2 separate regions of the Mus musculus genome follow, and region 2 is linked to region 1. Evidence: chromatin contacts called from public HiChIP or PLAC-seq data. All regions are on one chromosome and are shown on one strand. The core of a region is the stretch at or near the end of the contact, and the rest is flanking DNA. Distances in the headings are between cores, read along the strand shown.

Region 1 (4,617 bases), core at 894-3,393:
ATTCTAAGGAGGGGCCTCTTGACTCTAGCTGCATATGTATCAAAAGATGGCCTAGTCGGCCATCACTGGAAAGAGAGGCCCATTGGACATGCAAACTGTATATGCCCCAGTACAGGGGAACGCCAGGGTAAAAAAAAAATGGGAATGAGTGGGTAGGGAAGTGGGGGGGAGGGTATGGGGGACTTTTGGGATAGCATTGGAAATGTAATTGAGGAAAATATGTAATAAAAAAAAACCAAAAAAACAAACAACAACAACAAAAAAGAAAGTAGGCTGGCAAATGCAGAACTGCGGAGGAGGCTCTGGCAGAATCCCAGCCACTGAAATGGGTCCTGTGGAAAGGTGAAGGGTACACACACATTACGTGCCAGAGTCCCATGCATACCAGGATGAACTGCCTCATCCAGAAAGGACCAAGGCCAGAAGTCCTAACCTGCTGTAATCTATCCTACGGCTCTGTTTAAAGGCAGCTGTGTTCTATCGTGGCCCACAATCAAGAGATTAAGCTAATGTGATTTTCTCTCCCCAGTACAGAAAAGGATTCTCACGTTAATTATCAGCTGAGGATTTTTATCATTATCTCATGTGAATTCAAAAGAGATCTTTTGTGCTTTCAAAATATGTGATATTGCACAGACACTCGAAATACAGCATGTACTAAGCAGACCAAAGAAGGAATGTCCCAGCTACTCACTTTCCCTCCAACGAAGGAAGAAGAGAAGGGGAAACCGCCATTTATTAGATGCCTTATTTGATTTCTGTAACAATCTTGGCACTTGGGTTTTCTCATTTCAAGGAAGAGCAGTAGCTTGCCCTAGGCCATGATGACAGAGTGAGACCCAACCCTGACTCAGGCACTTGCACCCTTGTTAGGAGTACACTAAGAGTCAAACATGTGGCTGTGGTGAACAAAGGCACAGGAGAGACTCCGGAGGGATTGCAGCATCTACAGGGGCTGCTGCATCCCATGGCCTCCTCCACTGTACCACCAAGCAGCAAGAACTGCAGAGGGAGCACCTCTGCCCTTTAGACAAGTCAGGGTCCTTGTCCCTGGGTCTAAAGAAGCCAAGGTATCAATGAGTAAGAATGGCAGCTATTAACAGACCTTTCTATCTTCCAGATGCTAAGTTCTCACATCAAATACTTTGCTGTAGGGCAAGACAGCTCTCTAGATGTGAGTATCTGGAGTCACCCTGGGCTGGCAGATGGAGTGACAAGGACCTCCGTCAGAAGATTTACCCACTCATCCTCTCATCCTCTCACCCACCCACTGTGCGGACACCATCGGGCTGATTCAGATATGAGTGGATTTCCGTTCTCAAAGCATCACTCCAAACCCCACTCCTACGTATGGTCAAATGTGAAGTATGCTTGGCCAATAATAGCCTTAGTCCAATAATAGTCCAGAGGAAGAGGACCCAGCCGCTCAGGAACTAGGATCCTTCCCGTGCTGCTTCGTGCCTACCACCCCGCCCATGTAAAGACCTGGGTGGTGATGCTTCAGTGTTCCTCAAACTTAGCTGAAGGGAGGAAGGGCAAGTAGGAGGGGAGCTCACAGAAATACGTATAGTAGTGATGTTTAGACACTTTATTGGGAACACAAATTTCATTTTCATAGAGATGGATACTAGAGGTCACAGCCACGGTTTCCAAAAGGGGCCAGAAGAGCATCCTTGGATCCACAATCCTACTGTGTCAAAATGCAAAAGGAACTTGGCTCTTGCCTAGCATGAGATACTCCTTGTTTCTAGAAATAGGCCCTTCCCCGTAAGAGACCAATTAAGTTTTCTTTTTAGGTACAATGGTGACAGACACAAATCAATAGAATAATTTTAGAGCAGAGAAATGACCACTATACAAAGTGCTTGCGGGGCACTTCAAGTCCAGGTTCTCGCTCATCCCTTGTGCTCTTGTGCAGGGGACAATGCGAGCCAGAGAGAAGCAAGCAGGACTGTCAGTGGTGCTGGAGCTCCATCCCAGATTGGAGAGCAAGCACTCATCAGGGCTGGGTCTTCCTGGTCCCATCGGCAGGGGCAGGAGGGGCTTGCATTCTCTTTTCCATGTGACAAGTGACTGTCCTCATCTCCTGGAGGACAGCTGGTACAGCCTACACGCAGAGGGACTCCTTCTGCTTTGTTGAACTTGCTGTTTCCTGAGCTCTACAGAGCCACATCTCCTCGTTCAGTCTGAATGCAAAAGCAAGTCTGAGTGTAAAGACTGAATGGGAGATAACCACGTTCCTACACTCAAGTTTTCACAGCATAATGCCTTGCTTTAAGGCCAAGTCCAGAGGTCCCTGGAATACAAATGCTGTCTTCCACACCTGGCTCGGGCCTCAGCAGAGAGGAGGCCTTAATACATGAGGGGAGACGTAAAAACCACAAGGCAGGGGAAGGAAGCTGCTCTGAGGTTTAAAGCTGACAGGGCATTTGAGTATTCAAAAAGATATCCTTGGATGTGTACAGCATCATGAATCTAATGGAGTCCCAAGTCCATGATCACGCATTTATGGACCAGATCACAGGAGCAGCACTCTGACAGGCAGGTGGCCTTTCCTCTCCAGAGGCCAGCATCTGATACTCAGAGGCGAGCACTTCTCAGTCATATCTATTCCCTGAAACATGAGGCAGAACTATGCCTCATGATGGGAAAAAAAACGAGTCCATATTAAATATATTCAGATAATTCAATAATTTTACTACTAAACCACAGAAATCTAGATTACTAGGGAATAGCAATTGCCTTAAATAAAATACTACTTTGGGTAAGCCAGGAGTGGCTTAATGAGCTTTTTGTGTACTGGGTTTAATAAAAAAAATTGTATTAGTCATTTCATACAAATATGGCAGAGCTGATGAATTACTCCTAATGAGGGAAAATCACCTCTAATCCATTTTAATGATCTTCGTATTTCAAAATATAAAAATTTATCCTTAAGCACACAAAATCATAGATGATGATGCATACTCTGAGAAATGAAGGGATTCGCCAAAGTTACAAAGCAAATTAATGAAGGAGCTACCGTTGGCGCCTTGGTCTCGCATCTCTGTGTGTGTACACTTTCCACCACACCACTCTAGAGCTCCTTTAGCAACCAGGGAGAGGCTGGGAAAGTACAGAGAACAGGCTCTCACTGTCTGCACCACGGTATCTACTGCACCGAGACTGGACTTTAAAGAATATATACACGACTACATACCACCACCAGAGCCTGGTGAAAATGTAACGCTCAAGTTTAGAAGGGCAGAAGCTCAGAGTAAATGGAGATTATTTATAAAGCACTACTTTTCTGTTACACCTCAATATGCAGAGTCATGGTTTGGTAGGCCTTTGGGGAACAGTGTTTTGGGGGCAAGAACATAGAATTTGTGTCTTAGCCATGATGTAGTAACCATGGCTCAGTGGATCAGTCATGACAATCTCTAAGTCTTTTATTTTAAATCCATAAAGTCCAGCAAAAATTGCTGATATTCTTCCACCCCATCCACTAAAAGGCTTATCCCAGCACAAAAACCTTGAGTTTGGTTTTTCTCAAAGTGTGACCACAGGACTACTGGTGTCAGAACCATCTACGGTGGTCATGAGCCCCAGCCACACCCCAAAGGGGTTCCCTGGAACTAATCTGTTTCTAAGTGATCTATGTTCAATAAGTATAAAAGTGGACCACAGAGGAGGAAGAGGAGATCCAAGGACTGCGGAGGCGGGGGTGGGGTGGTGGTGCGGGTGGACGAATGTGAACATCTAAGGAAATTAGTGTTCTAGTCACTTAACTGTTTTCTCATGTGATAAACAAGGGTGTGTGAGTGTCTTTCCAGTCTCATTCAGTAGCCAAACTCTGTTCTAGCAACCACTTTAAGGAAGAAAAGCTTCAAAGGAAGGAGTAGTGTCTTCTGACAGATGCAGAGGTGCACTGGACACAGTATTGGGGAGACCTGTCCTGTCTCCTCTCCCCTCCACCCTCCACATAGCCTTGGAGGCCCCTATACTAGAAAATAAAAGAGCCAGCTGATGGCGGAGGTGTTGCTCTGGCCTTGGAGAATGCAATTCTAACACTTTAGAGTCAACACTAAGGTGTAGGCAGCCACACACCAGATCCCTCCAGACCAGTGATTCATACATCACACAGCCCAGCTCACCGCCAGCATACAAAGGAAGGAAGAAGACGACACTACTTGTAATGTCTTACATGTGTTCTAGCCTTCAAATCGCTAAACAGGTATCTCTACCCCTGAAATATGTTCCCCAAGATATCTGAGAGGACTCACCCCTTGCATTAATGTTCCTTCTTAGATGTGACTCACCCACAGAGGGCCACCTTCTTCAACAGCGCTTCCATCCCTGTCTTTAGCCTGCTCATTTCTTTTATTCATTGCATCGTAACCTGAAGTTCAATTGCACACCTACTGGCTGTTTGTTTCTCTTTGTGGTTTTGCCCCCATCAGTTCCCTAGCAGCATTACAGCAGCATCTTTCAATCTAACATCCCCAGTGTCCATAGCAACACACGCCACTAGGAGCTGTTCAATAAATGCTATAAATAAAGGAAATCCAAAAAGTTGTCCGGTTAAAGCATTCAAGCCAACAGCCACACCTTCACATTTAAGGCCAATGCTGTGTG
Region 2 (4,837 bases), core at 912-3,411, 120 kb before region 1:
CTGTGTTCTATTCGTGCAGCATAGAAAGGATGCTATGGCATTACAAAACTAGGGGCTGGGGATGTAACTGAGCTAGTTGAGTGTTTACTTAGTGTGATGGGGAACAATGATCATCAACTTGCCAGGATTTAGAATCACTATGGAAACAAGTCCCTGGAAATGTACAGAAAGGATTCTCTAGATTGGGTTCGTTGAGATGGGATGACCCACTTTAAATAAGGGAATATCATCCTACAGGCTCAGTGAACATAAGAGAGCAAGGTGAGCGAGCAGCAGCATCCCTGGAGCTATGCTTCCTGCCTGCAGATGCAATTTGACTAGCCCTGTCCTGCTCCAGCCACCAATGCTTCACCACCATGAAAGCCTTGGATTTGATCTCTCTAAATTGGGTTTGGTGGTAAAAGCAGGGGAATCATAGATTCAAGGTCATTGCTGACTACAGTCAGAGTTCTAGGCCACTTGGGATGCATGAAATCCTAACTCAAATAGGAATCACTGAAGTGGAGGGAATATAATATTAACTTAAAAGACCTATTGAGGGCTGGAGAGGTGGCTCAGCTGTTAAAAGCACTGGCTGCTTGCTCTTCCAGAGGTCCTGAGTTCAACTCAACCACATGGTGGCTAACAGTCATCTGTAATGGGGTCCAATGCCCTCTTCTGCTGTCTGAAGACAGTGACAGTATACTCCTATAAATGAAATAAATAAATCTTAGATAAAAGACTTATTTGATAGAACTTGAGAAGATGATCAGTGGATCAAGTGCCTCCCAGTGATCATGAGGACTGCCTCAGATATATACCATCCACACACAAAGCTGAGCTTCTAATTGTGGATGCTGCCTGTAATGCCAGCAAGCAGGAGGCAGAGACGGAGGAACACCGGGTAAGGGGACTAGTCACAACAGCCAGAATCCATGATCTCCACAGTCGGCGAGAGACCCTGCCTCAATTAACAAATTGGAGAGCAACTGAGAAAGAAACATGGCCCGAATTCCTGGCCTATCACACACATGCACACATACATGGGTACCTATACATATTCATCCAAGCACACATTCAAATATGCATACCACATACACATACAACAACTATTTCTAGGGAGAACAGAATTTGTTTTAATGTTTCCTGAACATTGTGTCTTTGTTTTATGTACACACTTAAAAGCCCTGCTGTTTTTCATTAAGAGCTATTGAGTTCTTTGAAAACCTTGTTTTTCATTCACAACATTCATGGTCCTACTTAGATATATATTAAGTAAGTCTTTTCTTGGTGCTTTTTTTTTTCCTGCATCCTCAGCAGCCCCATAAAACAAAAAAAATAAAAATAGAAAAAGCATGGTCCAAGGATGCTGAGGTGAGAGATCCCTTACCGTGATCACTGTTAAGTTGGTGCCAAAGAGGCCAAGGCAGAATCGGACACAGCTCTGCAGGCATTCCTGCCACCGCACACTGGTCATCATAAATAATTCACATAAAGAAGACGAAACACAAATAGAAAGAGAAAATAATGTGACGCCCTGTATGTTTTTTAATTACTGCAGGAAAGAAGTTCATTTGCAGCTAAAACACAATACTCCTTCACCCCTTTGACATGTACTTGGCTGCAAGCACCAGCAACTGTTTCCAAGCAGCTGATACATAAATTCTTAGAGCTACCTGCTGTGGGCACTCAGGCCTAAAACCCGATAAAAGATACCCGTGGGCCTTCGGGGAAGGCACGTTCCAATTTCTTTCCTTTTTTTTTTGCAAAGGAAAGGAGAAAATGGTTTATATGGGTCTGACCAAAAGAGACAGAATAAACAATACAAATAAAAATAAATAAACAAACAAAACAAACAAACAAAAACACCCCGCAGGTGAAAGATTCTTTTCCTCAGCGAAAATGTTGAATACAAATTTTGCTAGATTTTCTTTTTCTTCACCTTGACAAATACTTAGAGAAAGCAGTAGGCGGAAGGAAGGTTCACTCTGCCTCAGTGTGAGTGGTGTCCAGTCATGGTGAACTGGCTGCTTTTACTTTGGGTCTGAGGTGAGGACTTAACTTCCTGGTCAGCAGGAAGTAGAGAAAAACACTCGGGGAAGGGGAAAAGGGACAGGCCTTTACAAAGGCCTACCCTCCAGGGATCTACTTCCTCCTACGGGGCTGAGGTGGTGTGAATGAGAAATGCTGCCCCCGGTGGTTCATGTATTTGAGCACTAGGTCCCCAGGTTATGCAACTTATAGGCGGTGGAGCCTGCCTACCAAAGGAAGCAAGTCACTATGGGCAAGTCCTGAGAGTGTATAGCCTCATCTACTTCCAATTCTCCATTTTTTCCCCCATGTGGATGGATGGACAAATATAGTAAAGATAGGGTGAGATAGACATAACTGGGCATGCTATCATAACAAAAAAAAAAAAAAGACAGACGTAAGGAGATTGATTACAGATGCAAGAAATGAGCATGGCTCATTAATTTGATCCCTATCTCAGAGGCTTTGCGAAATAGTATGGTCTTTTCCTGTGTATTAGATCTATGAAATGCTTACAGTGAATGCATTAAAAAGAATTTAGCTTCCTCTTGGTCATCCAGTCTTTGTGTTAAGCAACCAAGGCTAATGTTTAGTTGTCTCTTTATGTCTGGCCATTCAGAGAAAGATATAAAATGCCTGGCATGCCCTTCATCTGGCACCAGGAAGAAGGCAAGAATTCTGGGGATTTCTCTAATACTCATCAAAACTTACAGAAAGTGTCGAGACATTGCTCTGTAGGACTTACCCAAATCCTCTCCCGCCGTCCTCATGACATGAAAGGGTGATACAAGTCATAGAGAGCAGTAACCATGGACCTGTCCTACTTGGTACCCTGGCTCTCAAAGGGCCACCATGTGACTAAGGAGATGAGAAAACCCAGGCACAGCCACTGCCACAGACATCTCACAAACCTATGGACCTCGTGGGAGATTATTTAAAGGCATATTGTCTTTGCTCTGTGGAGTTTCCCATGGCCAGTAAAGATCATCAAGGACAAATAGGCTTCCAACTCCATCAAGAAAAAGAATGTCAATATGTCACTCATCCAAAGAAGGAGTCAAACACTAATCACCATCCTAGTCATCATGAGGGGAGTATAGCTGAGAATTAACTCACACCCTACACACACACACACACACACACACACACACACACACACACACACATACACATTCAGAAATCAAATACAAGGCTAGGATGTACTCAGTGACAGAGTTCTTAGACTGCAAGAGGCTCTGGGTTCTAAAAATATCCATATATATATATATATTCACATATATCCATATATATGAAAATATGAAACAACACAAAGAAGGAAAGGTCTTGACTGGATCTGGGTTAACACAAAGGTCCCTTCACATGAGTCCTGGCATTGGCTGCTTGGATTATCACGCTGAAACATGAGGATGCAACCCATCTCAGTGGGAGAGAGGCCCTCTGACAAATTAACAGAGTCTGCGAGGAGCACAGGAATAATGGGAGACAGTCCCACTTTGAGGCAGCTCATTAATGTTGAAACGGCATGCCTCCTCTCAAATGTCCCTGAAAATGACTGCAGTACTGAGTGTGAGCTACTCCTATCAGAAGTCCACCCTAGCTCTCTGTGTCATGATTCGGTGAGCACTGGGTTGGAGCTCTCACCTGTACTCATGGTGGATAGATACCCTACCGATGTAAGAACAACAAATCCTTATCATAGTTCCATTACTGTTCCTCCAAAGCTTGCGTTTGGGTGCCCATTCTCGTGAGAAGAACCATGGCCTTCCTCCCCTACTGTTCCCACCTAATCGCATGATCCTGCACCAAGCCACTTAGAGTGGAGCCCATCACATGCAACTGTGTGCACGCAGCAGCTCCCTTCTGAGCACCAACGTGATGAGATGAAAGGGTCTTGCCAAGGAATGTGGGAGAAGACGTACATTTCTGGTTCTTCCTACTTTTATTTTCATGAAGTCCCTACTTCTCTTTATACACATTCAGAAGTCAAATACAAAGCTAGGATGTACCCAGTAGCAGCATTCTTAGCCAGCAAGAGGCTCTGGGATCTAAAAATATCCCTAGCAGCAAAAGAAGAGGGAAGAAATCAGATTTGATTGTCAGAAAAACTAATCATAAGAGCAATCAAGGCCAGTGATGTGAGATCTTAGCAATGTCCTCAGTTATCTTTTTTTTTTTTAAAGACCAAGTATTGTACACTCCCCTTACAACTGTCTGAACCGAGCCCATGGCATATCGAGCATTTAAGTTACTACGTATGTTCCTGATTGTGTGTTTTCACATTTAAGCTGCTTTCGAAATTTAAACCCCGCATATGCCACTGCGAAGTTCAAGGCCCTGAAGCTGGCAAGCATCCTTGCTCTGGTACTTGGTCCTTCAAAGCCTCAAGAGATTAGAGTTCCTTAGAGTAATTCTCCCACATCACTCATGCTGTTACAGGTGTGATTAACTCGGCAGGGGCTCTCTGGATCCATCAGAGTAAATGCACAAACAAGAGACACCATCACCACCAAAAAAGATTATCTTAATTACAGGCACACTGCGCTTGTGGGTACTGTGTTGCTATGTTGCTTTATTTCCTGAAGGTAATTAACTGGATGCAAGTTGTTTTAGCATCAGGAGTATTCGTGTCTTACGAATTCGTTCTTGATTTGGGGTTGGGATTCTCTTTAAACCAAATAACAAAGCTTTAAGAGAGCAGAGCATCCTCTTTCCATAGGAGGTCTAGAGAGGCTCCGGGGATCTGTATGACTTGCTAATCACAGGGCTTTTCCTGGGGGAGATGTAAGCAAATCTTAATCTCGATCAGACACTAATAAGTCTAGCTTTG

What was found. HiChIP or PLAC-seq counts read pairs in DNA pulled down with a chosen protein or histone mark.
Region 2: a contact with region 1 is called in a CTCF HiChIP or PLAC-seq map of pro-B cells, with 2.8 times the contacts expected there. The contact joins two enhancer-like sites. A contact is called at or near these places in 1 of 15 datasets of contacts at CTCF or cohesin (pro-B cells), 2 of 484 Hi-C or Micro-C datasets (LSK cells and macrophages), 1 of 115 datasets of contacts at active chromatin or transcription factors (embryonic stem cells) and 1 of 9 other capture datasets (embryonic stem cells).

Annotation. Positions count from the first base shown.
Region 1 is chr14:77,407,232-77,411,848 of GRCm38.p6, reverse strand. All of the region lies in intron 4 of Enox1 (ecto-NOX disulfide-thiol exchanger 1), which reads right to left. Among named protein-coding and RNA genes, the nearest start is that of Gm41217, 39 kb to the right of the region's middle. Within about 2 kb of position 2,143, at least 11 of the 459 cell types and tissues checked have an H3K27ac peak or open chromatin away from gene starts, as enhancers often do. A contact at or near this core is called in pro-B cells, where this site is marked.
Region 2 is chr14:77,531,120-77,535,956 of GRCm38.p6, reverse strand. The region is part of intron 7 of Enox1 (ecto-NOX disulfide-thiol exchanger 1); the gene reads right to left. Among named protein-coding and RNA genes, the nearest start is that of Gm6994, 27 kb to the right of the region's middle. Within about 2 kb of position 2,161, at least 6 of the 459 cell types and tissues checked have an H3K27ac peak or open chromatin away from gene starts, as enhancers often do. A contact at or near this core is called in pro-B cells, where this site is marked.